Regions from separate parts of the Danio rerio genome. Here region 1 is linked to region 2. A link is a contact called in public Hi-C data. All regions are on one chromosome and are shown on one strand. Each heading gives the region's core, a stretch centred on a gene start, on an enhancer-like site or on the middle of the called end of the contact. The rest is flanking DNA. Distances are from core to core; before and after follow the strand shown.

The links. A called contact is a pair of places that touch in the nucleus more often than the background predicts.
Region 1: a contact with region 2 is called in a Hi-C map of hematopoietic stem cells, with 1.9 times the contacts expected there. The contact joins two enhancer-like sites. A contact is called at or near these places in 5 of 18 Hi-C or Micro-C datasets (embryo, hematopoietic stem cells and an unstated tissue) and 1 of 4 datasets of contacts at active chromatin or transcription factors (caudal fin).

What each region holds. Positions count from the first base shown.
Region 1 is chr24:26,575,742-26,582,229 of GRCz12tu, forward strand. All of the region lies in intron 1 of ctnnd2a (catenin (cadherin-associated protein), delta 2a), which reads right to left. Among named protein-coding and RNA genes, the nearest start is that of ctnnd2a, 39 kb to the right of the region's middle. Within about 2 kb of position 1,815, at least 4 of the 62 cell types and tissues checked have an H3K27ac peak or open chromatin away from gene starts, as enhancers often do.
Region 2 is chr24:26,536,198-26,543,270 of GRCz12tu, forward strand. The region is part of intron 2 of ctnnd2a (catenin (cadherin-associated protein), delta 2a); the gene reads right to left. Among named protein-coding and RNA genes, the nearest start is that of ctnnd2a, 78 kb to the right of the region's middle. Within about 2 kb of position 2,129, at least 10 of the 62 cell types and tissues checked have an H3K27ac peak or open chromatin away from gene starts, as enhancers often do.

The sequences.
Region 1 (6,488 bases), core at 565-3,064, 39 kb after region 2:
TTACTTCCATAAAACACAAACAAAAAAATTCTAAAAAAGACAATAAAATATAATAACACAATAAAAAATTGTCATAATGTATTATACAACACGTATGTTGTCAGAGTTATTGTGTTAAAATATGGGGGAATACATATATTTTTAATTTTCTGTTTAACAGAAATTTATTTTCTGTTAAATAATTTTACTGTATATATGATATTTCTGTTTGAATTAAATAAATTAACTTATATTAAAAAAATTCAATTCTAACCTAATTTCATAAAATGAAGTGTGTGACATCCATATCAGAGCAATAATATTATCTAATACAAAAATAAATAAATGCAAATGATATTAGAGAACACAAAAGTTATTTTTCCAACTCATTTTACTTCTTTAATGTTATGCATTTCTCAGCGAAATAGGCTTTTATTAAAAAAATAATAATAATAAATAAATAAAAAGTGGTGAATTGTGTAGGACTTCCGTTCAGCAAAATGAGTTGTTTTTTTGATGCACCGCGATGCAGATGTGGATAATTTGGTATCAGTTCATTAATAGATTATCACCAGTGATTAAGTACTGATGTCATTTATCTCATATGTGCGATGTAACAGTAGAATACTGTTCAAAAGAGGCTAGGGTAAGTAATTAAAATACCCCAACTTCAATAAAACTGACAACCGTGCACAATTTACAGCATGTGAGTTTGCTGGACAGTCTTTCACTGACAATGAAGTACAGCAGAGCCAGGGGACACTATTTCACTTCTAGGGAGAAAATGAAAGCTCTTCTCTCTGCCTTTCTCTCACTTTGGACCTTTAAACTGCTGGCATGTTTGTAGGGTAACTTTCCTCTCCTCTATTGCTATTAAAGTGATACTTGTGGATCCTGACACGAGTGTGTCTGTACAGCAAGTTTTCTCCACTGCGTCTATTATGGATCAGTTGTGATAGTTGCACAATGTGTGCTTTATTACGCGCATACAGACTGTTACCAAGCATTTTTCAGTGTCCGTGTCACTCATCAATGAACAGCAATGACCGTATTAGAGTCAATCGCAGCCATTTCTGTTGAGCGTGTGAACACAATGACCAATCATAGGAATGTAAGAACATGCTAGACAACGCTCAGAAAGCATTTACATTAGTTTAGTTGCTATAAATGCTCAGGTTGCCTTCTGTGATTGTGTTTAAGTTTTTTGTTTGTTTTGCATTCAAAAAGAGTTTTTTTTTTAAGCAGGTAAAATTAAAGGTACAGTTCATTTATACCACTGCTTTATTAAACTGTATTACATATAATATACTGTATAAATATAAATATATGTTTTAAAAATTATTCAAGAATTCTTGTTATGAAGGAAAAAATATTATTGTGGATGGAAAGCATTGTCAATGCACCGTGATGCATCGAGATATAAAATTGAACCGCATTGATGACATGATAATCGTAACTGAACCAAATTGTGAGACCAATGCAAGTTCACACTCCTAATAAACACAACTAAAATATGGCTTTAAATTTTAATGAATGATTTACCTGAATTTCTCACAATGTATACTGACAACATAAACACAATCTATTCTAAGATCACCTTGATTTCCCTTCAAACAAACAACATATTAAATCCATTCCACAAGAGACACAAAAAGCATGCCAGAAATAAATGGTCAGCTCCCTGCTTCTCTCAGAACAGTCGTCTTGCTCATGGAAACCCAAAAGAGTGGGCTGAACGTGTTAAGGGGGAAAATCTGTACAGTCTCTCTCTCTCTCTCTCTATCTCTCCCTCCTACTCTCCCAGTCATTTCCCTGCATATTGCGCATGTGGAAGCGCTGGTTCTGGGCATGAAGTCTGGCAGCCACACTGCCCTCCTGCCCACGCGGCTCCTCCACTCTGTCCCTGTGTTAATGCTGCAGGACGCCAGCCAAGAGCCCGCATGCAACAAATAAACAAACCACAACAATCCAAACAGCCGGGGCAGATATTGGAAAGAGTCACGGGTCGCCCTGCAAAGAGCTGCAATTATCCAAAGGAGGAAAAACAGAGACAAAACGATTCCTCTTTCTCAACTCTCTTTATGCTTCAAAAATGCTCTATTTTAGATGGACAAACCCTACTGCTAGGTTTTTCAATAACAGTACATTTTGTAATCCAATATTTGCCCACATTTGACCTAAGTATATTGTGTCATCGTGCGACTGATCTTAAAGCCTGTTTTCCAAAGACATTGTAACCTAAATATCACATGAAAGTTGGTGTTGATCCAAAGTACTCTCAGTAATCATTTAAGTCTAATGTATAATATCGTGAGATTACAAAATGATAAGGACAATAGGCAGATTACACCTGTTGCTTTTTTCAAGTGTAGTCCCATACAGAAGTCTGATAGACTTTATGGCCATATATGAACATACATTCATTCATTCCTTTTCCTTCGGCTTATTCCCTTATTTATCAGGGGTCACCACAACAAAATGAACCGGTAACTATTCTGGCATATGTTTTATGCAGCAGATGCCCTTTCAGCTGCAACCCAGTACTGGGAAACACCCATACACTCTCACATTTACCCACGCACTCATACACTATGGTCAATTTACTGCAGTGCATCCAATTTACATACACCGCATGTATTTGGACTGTGGAGAAAACCCCACCCGGAGAAAACCCACACCCAGCGGAAACCCACACCAACATGGGGAAAACATGCAAACTCCACACAGGAGATTCAAATTAGTGACCTTTTTGCTGTGAGGTGGCAGTGCTAACCACTAAGCCACTGTGTCACGACGATGAACATTCTTTCATTCATTCATTCATTTTATTTTCGTCTAAGTCCCTTTATTAATCTGGGGTCGCCATATATATATGTGTGTGTGTGTGTGTGTGTGTGTGTGTGTGTGTGTGTGTGTGTGTGTGTGTGTGTGTGTGTGTGTGTGTGTGTGTGTGTGTGTGTGTGTGTGTGTGTGTGTGTGTTTGTGTGTGTGTGTGTGTGTGTGTGTGTGTGTGTGTGTGTGTGTGTGTGTGTGTGTGTGTGTGTGTGTGTGAAATCTAAACATGAACTTGTATGTTATTTGTGTAATTTGAATATATTGGCATATATCAAATTTCTATACGGGGTGTGATTTTAATTGAAGGTGTTGTACTTTATCATACACTAGTACTTTACAATATATTGTACAATCTATTACTATTATTAACATCTAAATTATAATATATATTATAGGTGGGCATAGATTAATATTTTTTTATCTAGATTAATCTAGATTAATCTTGGAAAATGGCTCATTTGAATTCTGCCGAAGGCATTCAGAATATGTGTGCTACCCAAATAATAAGTCTTTAAGAATGGGTTTCTCAAGCCAGGTGGCTCATTAGACCAGGGGCTCTTCTCATGTTTCCAAAATGCATCACAAACTGCTTGAGAAACTGTTCTACTATGATAATTGGTATTGAAAATAAATTATGTTCAGTAAAATGTATTTGTGTTTACTAACTGTTTATTCAGTTAAATCTGAATTTTGAACTGTTTTGTAGGTCTAAATAAGCTCGAAATAGTGATTTTTTTATTACCTTAATCCAACTATAGTCATAACTGAACTCAACAGAAATTAAATTAAGACATGTGGAGTATGCTCATATAAGAGACACTATTGAGGTAAACACCCCGATCAGTAAACACCTTCGTGTAGGACTTTTCGTCACATTTTCCGTCAAGATCCACTCACGCGTCTGTCAGTAAAGGGCCGCACACACACAGACAAACACATACACAAACACATCCCGAAACACAGAAGTTTTTTTCTTTCTATTTGGTGTGCGTTAATAAATTCCATAACACTCTCACCAGTCCTTACTTCTTATTTGAGTCTAATATCCCAGTTTGTCACGAGGCATGAATGAAATGTTCATGAGTAAAAGTGCAGTTAAAGTCAGGCATTCTGCTGATTTGATTCAGAAGGGCACTTTTTTGTCAGACGGCTCACTGCTGAGGTAAACATCCGTGCTAAAATATCAAGGTGAAAGTCAACATAGCTTGCGTAGAATAGACCCAGCTCCCAACCCAACTGAGAATAGATTAACGCAACTACATATAAGAGCCCGTATGCTGTATTTGTGCTTATAAAGACACCCATGTTGGCTTTTTCTACATTAACAAGTGAATATATTGTATTTTAAAGCAACTGCATTGTCCAATTGACTTTTTTTGTTTACAAACATTCAAAATGTTGTATTTCGCACAACAAAAGCAATGCATTGCTGAAGTAGGCTTCTTCTACATTCAGGCACATTCATATATTATGTTTTGAACAGCATAACAATTAGTGATGCAACATTATGGGTTTTGGTTGTACGATATAGTCTGAAGAATAATCATGCTTTCACGGTGATCACGTCTAATGTAATTTAGAACAACAAGCTTTATATAAGGGAAGTAGCTACTTAGATTAACCGTTGTTACCATCTGGGTTCATGCGTATGTAATCATTTTAGTAATAATTCGTCTAACATATATTTTGTTTGCATTGCACTGAAAGGCACAACTCTCACCGTGAGATGTTTTCTACTGCGTGCGCCCGGACAGAGGCAAGCGTGTTGCTCCACTGGTGTGCGCATTTTGTCATTCTCATTAGAAATACCAAACTTGTAAGCGGAAAAGACATGATGTGGGTACGGCCGCTGCTATAGTTAATCTGATGTGTGTGTACATACTTGGAACTTTAAACTAGCGCACAGTTGGCAACTTGTCATAACTTTTCCTAGCAACAGAAATGTGGCTTAGAGAAGCCTTTACGATTAATTAACTGTGACAAATTAAAGCGCAGTTAATAGTGAAATCAGCTAATCGTTTCATCCCTATTAATGATTACAGTGCATTGTACAAAGGGCATTTTCTACAAAACATACCTAAATGTTTTCGGCTGTTCGCGCCACTCGCTTATGGTGAATCACGCTCTGCGCAGCCTCTGCAGCTCATACTGAATTGAACAGACGCATGTCACTTCATAGCTGTAGCGTACGTTTATCGACTGAACTAAAATTATTTTTATGTCTTGGTCACACAATTTGGAGGGCCAGAACATATTGCCTTGGGGGCCGGGTTTGGCCTGCGGGCCGCCATTTGAATAGCCCTGCAGTAGACCATTGCTTTTAAACTCAGAATATCACTTTATTAAAGCATGCGCTCATTAGCAATCTTGCTAGCTTCTGTGTCAGCCTGGCTGCTCGTGCTGGCTCCGGCCCCGTTGCCCCAGCAACCCTGGACCCCTAACACAAAAGAGCCAACTACACCCGACACGCGCTACACTAGCCCGCAAAATGGCGAGTAATGTTATTGTAATACCAGACATCTCAAGTCTCCCAGAAACTTCGGGAGACACCTGGATGCCCGCAAACGAATGATAATCCTGTGAAAAGGTGGACACTCATCTTTCTGAAAATAAAAAAATACTTGAAAATTTATTAAAACTGAGTTCCATATAAAAACTTTTTTTTTTTTCGTTTTATTTGTTTAACTGCTACAATATAACATTTATTTTTTTATAAGCTGGTTTTTGGTTTTGAGTATAAAGAAGGATTTGTTTTATTTTCTGCTAAGCAGAAACCCTGTAAGTATAGCTCTATCACTGTTTAAAGTAAAAAAAGAAAAAACAGGATCATTCTTTTATGATGTTAGTTTTAATACTTTAAAAAAATTTTAATTAGAGAAATTCTTCGGCTTTTTTCTTTTTCTGCTGTATCGAGAACGTACAGAAACGTGACACCACTGAATCGTATTGAACCGAACCGTGATTTTTGTGAACCGTTACACCCATAATATATATATGTATATATATATATATATATATATATATATATATATATATATATATATATATATATATATATATATATATATATATATATATATATATGTGTGTGTGTGTGTGTGTGTGTGTGTGTGTGTGTGCTTAAACTGTGGAAAAAAAGGAAATATGGAGGGATAAATAAATAAACCTGTCAAAACCTATCCAAGTATTGGGCATTTCTTATGCAAAATCCTATTTTCTTTAACCTTAATTTGTTCCATCCCGTTGCAACCATTTTTTTGCCTCAGTCTTCAGGTACAGGTGCTTTATATAGACTTGTCCTGATTCCTATCTGCATGAAAAGGCAATTATTGGGTTAAAAGTTCAGGAGAAGATTCCATATAAGGTTATATTTCAGCACTTTGGAAATGGACAGCGACTAGAGAATAGATCAATTTCTCGCTTGATCGCGTTACCTGCATTTTTGGGACATGCACAAGGAATTGCAATGAGCGTTCATAGCCTTGCACATACAGCAAGCTCTTATGATCCAAGAAACCCGGCCCTGTTCATTAAAATGTTTTTTTTTTTTTTTTTTTTTTTTTTGCAAAGCATCTTTAGCCGAGGGCATTTGACATGATATTGCTGTTTCTCTGACATGTGCTGTATTTCTAAGCCAGCTGCTGGAGCTCATTGGTGAGGCCTGAGGTCTTACG
Region 2 (7,073 bases), core at 879-3,378:
ATTGAAGGGGTAGTTTTAATTGCTACAAAAATACTACAATTAAATAATAGGCATAATAATATTAACAGCTTTTATGTCCCAATCAATTGTTGCTTAACCAAAAATAAGTTTAAAAAGTTTAACAGATAGAGTAAGAGCAGAATGCAGTTTGGGTGACTTTATTGACTTCACTAATTGTTCGTCCCAATTGTATCTTTCTTTTTTGTAAATCTACAACAAAGAGGGGAAAATTTACTTTAACATGTTCAATTTAGCCAGCAGTAAAATTTTACGGGTGCAAATGGCCCGCGGGCCAGCAGTTTGAGACCCCTGATATAGAGGCATTGTTGAACAATTAAATTAATTTAATTTAATTCATTTAAATTATTGTTGAAGGTCATAAAACATCTAAAGTTAGAATAAAACATAACAAAGACAGGGCATCTGATCTTTTAATGTGCATATTCAACATACTATTCCATCAAATAAAAATATAAATATAGCCATTACCATGATTGTGACGCAATTAAAATTCCACACATTGTGGTGTTTTGGCCTCAATGGCCTTCTATAATTGGAGGGCAGGAGCTGTTTGAAGGTGAAGCAAGAAAACCTATTATTTATTTATCAGATCCCAAATGTGCATTTAGTAAAATGAGTCCCTTCTGATTTCCCATTTACTCCTCCAGGGTCAAGTTCATAATAAGTTTGCCACCTAGTGGCAAGATTCTTATTTGCTAAGTGCTCTTGAAGAACGTCAATGAAGGACATTTTCTGCATGGTCAATTTCTAATTAAGATACAATCAATTCAATAATCATAGTGTACACAAACCAAGACAACATCCATAAACATAATTTTTTTATGATGTCCCGCACCACTTTACCAGGTATCCAATATCGCTGTAAGAGTGCGCACACATTTACAGTTGATTACAATCACTCAATGGATTTGATTCTAGGTCAGTGTTCGCAAACTACCGCCTGTTAAACTTCATTAGGGATTCATCGACAACACAGAGTGAATAAACAACGTGTCAGAAAACCAAACAAACCGCACACAGACAGAAACACAAACACACAAAATGAACTAAACACCATCCGAAGCAAAGCTGTAGCCCAGATTAAATCAAGGCACTGCTAGTGTAGTGGATGTAGGATCATTTAGGCAGTATTTAATGACATACTGTCTGTGCTAATTAGCATACATACATTAATTCTTTCATTTTCCTTCTGCTTAGTCTCTCTTCAGAGGTCGCCACAGTGGAATGAACCACCAACTACAGTATTCCAGCATGTTTTACTCAGCAGGTGAACTTCCAGCTGCAACCCAGTATTAAAAAACCCTCATACACACTCATGTACACACGTCATCATACACTACGGACAATTTTGTTAACCCAATTCACCTACACCGCATGTATTTGGACTGTGGGGGAAACCGGAGCACCCAGAGGAAACCCATGTGAACATGGGGAGAACATTTAAACTCCACACAGAAATGCCAACCTACACAGCCAAGACTGAACTGAACCACTGTGTCACCTAATTTGCATACTGTACAATTTTATTTTTATTTTACATTAGAGGTTTTCAGTATACCTTTTGGCAATTATGTTACTCTAAAAATACTGCTAACAGCTTGAAAAATAAAAATAATTGTAGAATAAAATGTATATATACTGCTTTAAAAACCTTTTCAAATATAGATATGAATAAACTGTCATGCTAGGTGTATGTATGCTCTGTTGAAGTTGAGATTTGGGGATAAAAAAAATAAAAAAAGTCTTTAAAAATATATATTGTAACTCAAAATTACAAACACAAATTGATTTTAAAAAGTGTATTTCAGATGTTTTCTTTAAAATAGACACACCAAAAAAAAAATAAAATAAAAAAAAAACACATGAAAAGCCAAAGAGTCCAAAATCTGAAAATTGTCAGGTGCAAGAAAAAGCAGTGTTTTTCTTTTAACAGACAAACATGAGGTTGCAGCTCTGAAAGGGACAGCAAACCGGCGCTGCGGTCGAAGCAGCCGGGTCGAGATATGGGGGAGGGTGCGGGGTGATTTTTTCACAGAGGAAACAGCCTGCCCGCTTTCTGGTCGCTGTAGTGATCCACTCAACACTGACAACATTATGCTGTTCTTCCCCGAGGCCAACCATTACTGACAGGCCCCGGAGGCCTCGCACCGCACACGTGTCTGCTCCATGTGTGACATATTCATTTTTCTTTGTTCGTTCTCTCTTGCTCACACTCCTTTTTCACTCCCTGGCCCACATGCGAACGCTGCCAAATTCATATGGTGCTCATCTGTTTGCGAGTGCATATATAAGTAGCTATGTTTCCATCCAAAGCTGGGAATGTATTTTATGAGCAAAATTTAAATATTGCATATTACATTTTACTTGTTAAAGTGAAAAAAAATCCCACTTTCTAGGAAACCAGCGTAATATGCAAATAATAAACATTATGGTTTCTGCAAGCTGATAAGAAATTATAGCTCTTTTTTCATTAGATAAATGATGCAGCTCAGAGAGTGTTTGTGAAAACGATTGCTCAAGACCTAAGGATGTAACTATACAAAATAATTTTGACTATGGATTTTTGCATTTGCTGAATTATTGAGAGGGGCCTGAATGCAGACTCGGTGCAGTTGCATGCAATGCTTTTAATGTGCACACTTAACCCCACCCTTAACCCTAGCCCTCACAGTGACGTCACTGGCTCGAATATATGCACTGTGTCTGACATTGCAGGCCCTATCCTACACCCAGCACAATAAGGTGCAAGACGTGTTTGTCCATTTGTGCCACTTTGTGGACTCATGGGTGTGCTTGTCTATAAAGGACGTGTGTTAAGGCACATTGTTGGCACGTTGCTATTTTGAGGAACTAAAATAGACTACGCCATTGACCAAGTAAAAGCTGGTCTAAAGCCCTGCGCAGAGTGCGTTAGGTATGCATCTATGTGGGTCCAAAAGCTTACACATTGCTTAATAACAAAATTATAGGTAACACTTTATAATAATTACACACTATGAATCATTTATTAAGCATTAGCAAATAGTTATTATTGTTACAATTATTAAATAAATTATTATTTTCTACATGAATAAAAAAACTACTCCCTCCATGCCTTCTTCACCACGGGGTGCTTTTTCAGTTTATTCATGACACTTTACATTCATGTAATATTATTATTATTATTATTAGCAGTATTATTTATTATCTGCACATTTATATTTGTTTGAATAAAAACAAGTTTAGATTTGTTCACTTGTCAGGTTTTGAGGAATATAACGTGTGTTTGAATATAAGTTGTTTGACCACACTTTGTTATTATTGTTTAGTTATTTGTTTGCTGGAAATTAGAACTGAATTCAGAAATAGTTTTGAAACAAATCTGTGCTTAACAAACTAAATTAAATATGTAGGCTAAAGGATGTCTTCAGTGGAGTGTGTACAACACTGTTTCCTTATCCACAAAAGTAAACGAGTAAAGTAAAGAGTAAAAATAAAGAGAAAGTAAAGAGGCTAAATGGAGGCTTATTCTTTATCCTCACACTGCAGATGATCGTTAACTGTTTTCTCGCTAGTAAGGCGTTCAGTTTTTCCACTTAAAAAGTCTGGCATGTAAATAGCAATGCGCCATGGAGCGACACAAAAAGAGCTCTTATAGGGAATGAGAGACGAGACCATACCTGCCAACACTCCCGTTTTTTCCCGGGATTTAGACACGTCCTTAATGTTTTTGTGCCATGCACTTTAGACTTTGCACCTAGATTGTTAAAATAGAGCCCTGCAAGTCTGAAATATAGGGTCTCAGCTTGCAAATCCAACTCCGCATCCAGATACTATTAGAATAAATAAAACAAACTTTAAGATGCTGTGAGATGGGATTGTGTATTTAGTTAGCCTAATTGTATTTTTTAAAACCTATTGAAAATCTATTGATCCAAAATTACATGTTTTCATCAAGGAAATAATTCAATAAATGTGTTTCCATCAGAGTTTTTTTTTTTTTTTTTTTTTGCATATATTAAATTTCAGCACATATCTCTACATACAGACTCAATTAGGCGCAACATTTGTTCAATTTATGCACATCTTGGTATTTTCATTAAGCAATTTTTTGTAATGTGATATCCAACAATGTGCATATAAACGGGTGAATGGAAACAAAGCAAGTGTTTCTGTGAGGGAAAGACAAAATGTGTGTGATACAGTAGAAGTGACAGTGCGTGCATCTGAAGTGCATCAAAAAAAAAATTTAAATAAAAAAAAAAGATTGCATAGTGCAGTCGGTTTGTAACACTCTGTTGAACAACAGTGTGTCATTCTGTATGCTCATATAACACCAAAATGACACATCATAACATGTGGATGCTACTGGGAAACATGAAAATCTTGTTTTGGCATGACAGTTAATTAATTTATTTTTTAAAGATACTCTGGATACTACAAGATGACAAGCAGCTCAAAAGAGTACTAACTTAATGTGTTTTACTATATCATCTGTTTATATTTTGTAACATTTAACAGTATTTTGTGATTTTTTTCTCACAATACTGTAAAGAAGTATACTGTAAGTGTTTATGTTCATACAGTGGAGATCAAAATCTAAAAATACCAACAATTTCCCAAATTGTAGCTGTCAAGATCTATTTATACATACAGGAGTAAAAGAGCCAGTTTCATTATGCACAGCACACAAAAAACTTGATCGATTGGATGTTAACTGTCTGCCTGTAACATGAGGTGACAGCATGAGATATGAGATAAATGCAGATATTCAATAATTCATTATATCATGATAATGAACATGCACAATATTAATATTATGCACAGTATTAATATATCTTCAAAATACAGTGAATAAGTATCTGTTATTAAAACTTTGAGTGCTCTTTAAGAATAATCACAGTATCTGCAGTCATTTTCAGAACTGCGCCAAAAGCTTGAAGACTTAATTGGTTAGCATTAACATTTCACATGTCAATCTCGCCAACCACATGCTAAAATATCAATTGAATAAGAATATTAATAGGGATATTAGTAACACTGAAGTAGGGTTTTATTATAATATATAATATAACGAAATTCCAAATGAAAACTACAAAACTTTTATTAATCTTAGGTGATGTTAATTTCTTAATCAATGCCATGGTAAAATTGGAGTAGTAATTTGATAATCCTTTTATTAAGTTAATAACTAATCGAATTCAGTTACATTAACATATGCTAATCAAATTTGATTGGAATGTGTTACCTATTGTACGCTATAATCCTTTTGCAATTTAATTTGGTTGAAAAATTTATTTACTCTTAACATATACACTACCTGAGAAAAGTCTTGTCACGTATCAAAGTTTTACGAACGACAAATAGTAACTTCTACTAGATCATTTGGTATCAGAAGTGGCTTATATGAAAAGCAAAGGCCTCTAGATATATTTATTTAAATAAAATATGATCATGCCTTGATTTTTAATTATTTAATTAGAACAATAAGGTCTGACTTTGCTCAAACAAAAGTCTTGTCACATAACAGAAATAATGTACAGTATAGAATATAAAGCAACCCGGGCTCATTGTGGAAACGTAGCCCCGCGGACGTTTCTGTGGACCGTGATTTACGTCCCGGAAGGTACGTATTCGAGCGGTTTTTGTTTTCACGGATCCGCGACAGGCCGCTGTGCGCTCTTTTTCACGTCTCGGGCGCCTCTCGGGAGCGTGCGCCGTTCGCGCCCGCGCCGTTCTCGCACAAAAAGCCGCCCTCCTCTTCCTCCTGCTCCTCCTCCTTCCCTAAACCCGAGCAACGGTTCGCAAAAGCCGTCCAGAAAAAAAAAAAAAGCAAAAGCCCTCGTCTTCGATTTCGACCGCGTTTTCGGATCCCGCCGCGTTCTCGCCCTTATTTTTCGGATTCTGTTTTTCGTCTTACCTGATTTCCGGAACCGCTGTTCCCCGGACTCGATCCCGGTCGTCGTCCCCGCGCCCGGCTCCTCCTCCTCCTCCTCCGGGGCCTCCACTCCGCCGGCGCAACGCTGTGAGCTAAGCGGACAAACTGGTTGCATCGGGAAAGCCCCCACTCGGAGGCGAGCCGGCGAGCGCGAAGAGGAGGGGCGGAGCGGCGTCACACTGCCCCGCAGCGTTCGCTAGAAAAAAAATAAATGCGGCCTTACGTACCTCCGGCCACGTAAATCGCGGTCTCCAGAAATGTCCGCTGGGCTACGTTTCCAGAATGAGATTGGGTTGATATAAAGTCATGGTGCAGTGGAAAAAAAGAATTAATATTGTGATTGACTCCCATGAGCTTGGAGGACTGCATCCATAAATCTCTGCAATGGTCAAATAACTTATTAATAAAGTCATCTGGAATGGCAAAGAAAGCTTTCTTGCAGGACTCCCAGAGCTCATCAAGATACTTTGGATTTATCTTCAATGCCTCTTCCTTCATCTTACCCCAGATATGCTCAATATTGTTTACTGGACTCAATATTGCTCAATATTGTTTAACTGGTGACTGGACTGGCCAATCCTGGAGATGTGATGATCCAGTGATGATTGGGATGCAGTTCAACAAATGAATCATCTGAAAAATCAACCTTCTGACACTTTTCCAAACGATCAAATAGAAATCACATTATTTCTTGCTCTTACAACTGGGATCCACGACAATACTTTTTGTCAGGTAGTGTATATATAATAAACTAAGTATTTATTGTTATTAAACAAACACCTGTTACAATGACCCTTTGTGTACTCCATGATTGAAGCTTCAGCAAATAAAATCACAACAGACAATCTCCCACTCGCGTATTTATAAGTTTCATTCAATCTATTTACATATAGTGGATTGTTTTCAAAAACCCAGAGATTTTTTTATTGAGCCAATATACAACTGATTATTATTGTGCTGTGAAAACAATATAAAAGTTTATAATAATGTCAGCAACTTCCGGAGACGGGCTGAGAGTTTTAAGCTCTTGCTGGAACACAAATGCTGAATAATTTCCAAACTGAGAGTCAATGACATTTAGATTTATCTGAGGAAAAAAAAAAATCTCAGAATTGACTGGCACAAGCTTTACTGA